Linked DNA regions of Zea mays: region 1 is linked to region 2. A link is a contact called in public Hi-C data. All regions are on one chromosome and are shown on one strand. Each heading gives the region's core, a stretch centred on a gene start, on an enhancer-like site or on the middle of the called end of the contact. The rest is flanking DNA. Distances are from core to core; before and after follow the strand shown. Region 1 holds the start of LOC103638736 (premnaspirodiene oxygenase). Region 2 holds the start of LOC100383433 (Phox (PX) domain-containing protein).

Region 1 (2,834 bases), core at 303-2,802, 260 kb before region 2:
GGGGAAGGGGAGAGATTCAAGGGCCTTACGACACATAAAGCTAGGGAACGAAGTTTACTTTATTACTTTAGGGTAGCGGTGTCTTCTGTGAATGTTGTTTTAACAGAGAATGTTGTTTTTAAGAGCTCAGCTCCCCAGGTATTATCCTAGCGTACTTTGTTTATGTGGTGCTTTGGAGGATTTGGTTTGTTAGTGATGCTGGTGTAATGATATGTATTGTTGCTTTATAGACGTATATGCAATATGATGGTCGACAAGTGTGCCTTCTGTGACAACAGATTCCATGGGTGCCAGGTACTTTCCTTTCTTATCTTCTTCAGAAAAATGCCCTTACATGAGTTTCTTGTTACAAGAAATTGGATCTTAGACTGAAAAACAAATGCAAGTTAAAATATTACAACCCTACAAACAGAGATGGATACTATGTAGCATTTGCGGATCTAGAAGGTTTAACCTGACAAGTGGAGATGTTCTAAGAGCATGTTTGGTTGGCCGCCGCAAACGCCCACACGCGCCACAGATTTTGTGTCGCGGTTCTGGCGGCCAAATCGAGTGCCGCGGCTTAGGCGCGGTGCGGCGGTTTTGGCGCCACACCAAACAGGTCTTAAGTCTCTTTGTCGGCTTACTCCATGCCTTTCTTAAGCTAATTTCAGTACACATAAAAAACTATAACTAGACAATAAGGATATTTTGCTTCCATTTTCGTAACATACATATTTTCTATGACTTATATTTTCTATGACTTGCCGCTCAGGACACTTGTGATCTTCCTTGCAGTCTAATTTAATCAAGACCAGGGCACCAATCGAAAGTCTAATTTATTATTACTCATGATACTTGCTGCTATACTCTTGGTCTTCTTGTGTACACTTGCAAGAATTTCTAATTTTACACATTTCCTTTCATAACCACATCTAATGTATCGTTATTGGTCAGATACTAGATGCAATGGACTATCTTTTAGCTGAGATGTCTTGATAGGGCGCTCGTAATGGCGCCTGATGTTCTAGTTGTAAAATAGTAACGTCTTGTTCGTTTGTCCAGGAATAGACCAGTAATCATTCCAAATAATCAAAACTTGTATAAATTAGAGAAACGACCCGACTAGGAATTATTTCATGCCTCCATTCCAGTAAAAACGAACTGCCCCTAAGCGAAATCAGAAGGGTAAAAACTAGATGTGACATCTTCTGGCGGATAACTTCATTATCTGAATTTTCAATTGGACGTTTTATATATGTTGTTTTTACTATCTCAATAAAAGGAACATAATGATGGGATCTATTTTATATTTTATTAACTACGTAAAATAGATAGTTTTGGTTGTTAACGGATAGCAATCAAATAAGCACCCCTATAATTGGACCGCATATTAAACAATTTGTATTTTTATTCGACATCGCTGTATCTTGTCAGTGGACGCATTATTATTTATTTACACCACATTGCTTCTAGATCTGAATGCGAATCCCCATACAGTATAGAAGCAATCTGGAAACGTGCTATTTAAAATATGCCGGTCCACGGGGCATCTCATTTCCTGGAAATTTGTTTTTTTTTTTTTTTTTTGGCAACCTGGATCATGTTAGCACTACACTTAAACGAACTCTGCTCTACTATGCAGTACTACTAGAAGTCAAGGAAAACTCCGAGGTGCAACTGAAACCATGGACCAAGAAATCCAATCATCCTACCATCACCTCTTCTTGGTGGCGATCCTGCTGCTGCCGCTCCTCGTCGTCAAGCTCAGGCGGCGCAACCACGGCAATAAACCGCCTCCCGGCCCATGGCAGCTCCCGGTGATTGGCAGCCTGCACCACCTCGTGGGCGCGCTCCCGCACCGCGCCATGCGTGACCTGGCGAAGCGGCACGGCCCGCTCATGCTGCTCCGCCTGGGAGAGCTCCACGTCGTCGTGGCGTCGTCGCCCGACGCGGCCCGGGAGGTCATGAAGACACACGACGCCGCGTTCGCAACGCGGCCCCGGACCGCCACCATCCGGGAGCTCACCCGGGAAGGCCTCGGCATCGCATTCGCGCCGCACGGCGAGCACTGGCGCCAGCTCCGCAAACTCTGCGTCACCGAGCTGCTCAGCGCGCGGCGCGTGATGTCCCTCCGCCGTGGGCGCGAGGCCGAGGCCGCCAACCTCGTCGCGTCCGTCGCGTCGTCATCGAAGCCCGTGAACATGAGCGCCCTCCTCGCCACGTACGTCACCGACGCGGTCGTCCGTGCCGTGGTGGGCGGCCAGATCAGGGACCGCGACACGTTCCTGGAGAAGCTGGACGAGGGCGTCAGGGTGGCCGCGGGGTTCAGCCTCGCCGACGTGTTCCCATCGTCCAGGATCGCGCGAGCGTTCAGCGGGGCGGCGCGGCGCGCGGAAGCGCACCACCGCGCGATGACACTGCTCATGGACGGCGTCATCGCGGAGCACCAGGAGAGGAGGGCGGCCGGTGCTGGAAACGACGAGGAAGACCTGCTAGACGTTCTACTGAGAATCCAGAAGGACGGCGGCCTGCAGGTCCCCCTCGACATGGGCACCATCCGCGCCGTGATCATCGTAAGCTCAGCTCTCTCTCTCCCCCAACGTTTTCGACGAAATTACGTCGCCTTTTGCAATGTGTTGACATTATTTGTATTTTTCGAATGGGGCGTCGTGCACTTAGGATCTTTTCAGCGCGGGGAGCGAGACGACGGCGACGACGCTGCAGTGGGCCATGGCGGAGCTGATGCGGCATCCGGCGGCGCTGCGCAAGGCGCAGGCCGAAGTGCGTCACGTGCTCGCCCGTCAAAACCGCGTGCCGGAGGACGCCCTGCCAAAGATGCATTATCTGCAGCT
Region 2 (3,238 bases), core at 211-2,710:
CGACAGATTTCAAAAAGCTATCGGCTGTGACACCAGTTTCAGGTGTTTGGGTGATCCAAGAAGGCATCATCACACAGTAACTCCAACCTGTTTGAGGGTTGTGTGGCCATATGGTGTTCCTTCCCTCCTGTATGCAGTCAATAAGCAATGAGCCTGTGAGATGTATTGACCAATGGATAGTTTCAGAGTTGTGTGGAAACAAATACTACAGTGAGTAGATGAAATGTTTCTTGTTAGAACACGGGCAGCTTTTCATGGAAATTCTGCCACATATGCATGCATCAGTGAATTTTGCCCAATAGGCATGCAGAATTATTTCAGGCAGAAGTAGTGACCATTGGGACAGCATTGGAAGAAATTAAAATGATAACACGAAAAGGATCAAAACATCAAGCAGCTAAATTACAACTGGCACCTATATTCCAGGTAAGCAAAGCTACACTCAAGACTCCACAGAAGAGAAGACACAAGACACCTACTTATTAACAAGGCAATCAATATTTTGAAGCTGGGTACATCTGATTTTTTTCAAGACCACTCAGCAGAAGTACACCATGAAACTCATAATCAACTCCTTGCAAGAGAAACATAATACAAAATCCTAGTAAAGTGAACAAGAAAAATGGAATCGACTCATCCAATCCCACTGTGTAAACTAACGTGTCAAGTCCCTATTCTACTGTTTGCCAGTTAAACAGGAGAAATCTAACACCCTAATCGAAGGAAAGCTCTAAGTTACTGAATCAGCAACCATGCACAACGGGTCGCTCTACTTTGGCGAATTTTACTGCAGATCCTAACGCACACATTTGATACCTGGACCCAATACTAGCACGCGCTACTCAGCTGCAGCAAAATCCAGGTCGAAAACGCCTGCCCACGATCGACAACCCCCAATACACTAAAACACATCTACGTCCCCAGAACGGACTGAACCAGCATCAAATCTAGCCCTTGAGGTGGGATCGCCGGTCTCCCCAGCAGGTAGCAACGTAGCTGGCGGGGCACGCATCTGCCTCCGAGATCATAGCGGTGCATGGATCAAGACGAGCCGGACGGTGCACCTCGACGGGGTTGGGTAGTAGAGATGCGAGAGGGGGGTCGCGGGCGGCGGGCGCTTACCCATCTCTTCGGGGGAGGGCTCCAGTCCATGCCGAGAGGCAGCGGCGAGGTACCGTCGTGGCGGTGCTTCGGAGGGCTCGGCGCCTTCCTGCGCGATCCCGCCGCCGCCGACGTTGCCATCGCCGCCGGTCCGACGTCACCCGCGGGGCACGGTGGTGGTGGGATCGGGGCGGACGAATCTGCCAAGGCGTCGCGCCGACGATTCTAGTCTCCCTACTACTGGGCTGGAAATTAGAGGGAAGCGAGGGGAGCTGAGGCGGACGCGGTGGCGGTCGGGCGGACGCTCCCGCGGTCGCATCAAACTGTCAACGCCAGGCAAGGCAGCGACCGCCCTTGGCCGTCCCCTGCCACGGTTGGTTCCGCCGCGGTGGTGCAGAAATTTGGATTTTCTTCTACAAGGCGCTTCGCATTTTGAGAGATTCTGATATTTGTCATCAGCAACAAACAGGTTTGTAAAATTGCCATCAGATCCACATTTCATAGACACAGCTGGACCCACAATTCATAGACACAGTGGTAATTATAACAAGAAGACAACGTTGTGAGTGGCAAAAATCCAATTATATTCTATTGGTATACTAACTTCGTAGAAATAGAATTCAAAATATATTCTATTTTTCTATATACTCATTCCGTTATTTTTTACCGTGGGCTGAGAGCACGCGTCCACGGTGGTCTACACCGCCTCCGCTCCGGTATGTGCGATTCCTGCACTCTTTGCTCTCCCTCCCTCCTCGCTCCGCTACATCCCCCACAGTCCACACCACTCGTCTCTCCTCTGGCTAAGTTCTTATCTCTACTAACTATTAAGAGCTTAATGTAGACCACATCCGTGCCCCCGCTCCATCCTCTACATGCATGCATGCAATCCTCTGCGTTCCCGTGCGTGGCCACGCATGCAACCGGCCTCAGTCTGCATGCAATCCTCTGCTGGCGTCTGCGGCGTCCCCGTGCGTGGCCACACATGCAGCCGGTCCCAGTCTGCATGCAACCACTAAACCCACACACGAATCACGCATGCAAGTATGCAACTAAATTGGTGCATGCAACCATGCATGCAAACGCCTTCGCTCCATGCAAAGCTTGCATGTGCACAGTCGTGCAAGTATGTAAATGTGAATGTCATTTGAATCATGGTTGTTTGCTTTAAACTCACATCTGTCTAGCCAACATGACACACACATTTTTCGTTTTATAATTTATAATCAAGTATAATATAGAGTTTTATAAAAAAATAGGGGAAAATTAAAACCGGGTCGTGTTCCGGCCAACCATGATACTTTTTACGTGAGTTTGCTACCTCGATGCGCTGTATGATTTTCTTTGCGTTTAATATCAATTATAACTATGATAACTAATTTTTATTCGTTTTGTACCAAAAATATAGATTGGTCAAGTCGTTTAGTAAAACAACATATCATACATACTTGCAAATTGTTTTCACGTCATAATGAAATATATATCCATATGCAAATTAGCAAGTCAATTTTTAGAATAGTTCATAGCCATCGGTTCAGAACTTTATGCGAAAGAATGTTGGCTCTATGTCTGCTTATACGAAAGAATATTGTCTCTTCCCTTTCCTATAGGAGGGTGAAATAAGTTTTACTAGCAGCGTCGTACCGGAGGTGCCAGTAGCCTCAGTGTGCCAGTCGCTTCTCAAGATGGCCTCACTGGCAGCAAAATATTCTCTGATGAGTTGACTCGCATGCTTGACTGGGATTGTACTTTATCTCTTCTGTCAGCTAAGCTCTGGTGAATTCCTCCGGCATCAACGTTAGCACGATGGTTCGTCCAACCGAGCATGTCCCCGATTCACAAAACTATATAGTTGGGAACCTCATAGGTAGATTCATAGTAGTTAACAGTTTGCTTAAACAAACTGACGTGGTTGTTTGATCTACGCAAAAGATGGCACTGGTTGTTGGTTTTAATAGTGAAATGTCATCCTAACCATTTAACTAGCTATGTCCAACATATTATGTATTTATTTCTCTAAATATTGTCACCTGCTCTCTAATACAAATTACATGGTTGCCTCACTATCCGTTTACAAAAAACTTTTCGGGGGTAAAACCAAACTGAAATTCGGCGATGGCTTGCCCCCTTGCAATCG

Evidence for each region. A called contact is a pair of places that touch in the nucleus more often than the background predicts.
Region 1: a Hi-C map of ear shows a contact between it and region 2, with 2.0 times the contacts expected there. The contact joins the promoter of LOC103638736 here to the promoter of LOC100383433 in region 2. A contact is called at or near these places in 2 of 25 Hi-C or Micro-C datasets (ear and tassel).

The regions. Positions count from the first base shown.
Region 1 is chr9:100,364,737-100,367,570 of Zm-B73-REFERENCE-NAM-5.0, reverse strand. It overlaps LOC103638736 (premnaspirodiene oxygenase), which reads left to right and starts at 1,552. Exons shown (of 2, transcript XM_008661569.4): 1 at 1,552-2,555; 2 at 2,662-2,834. The coding sequence starts at 1,668.
Region 2 is chr9:100,099,798-100,103,035 of Zm-B73-REFERENCE-NAM-5.0, reverse strand. It overlaps LOC100383433 (Phox (PX) domain-containing protein), which reads right to left and starts at 1,460. Exons shown (of 10, transcript NM_001176083.1): 1 at 1,123-1,460; 2 at 1-127. The coding sequence starts at 1,242.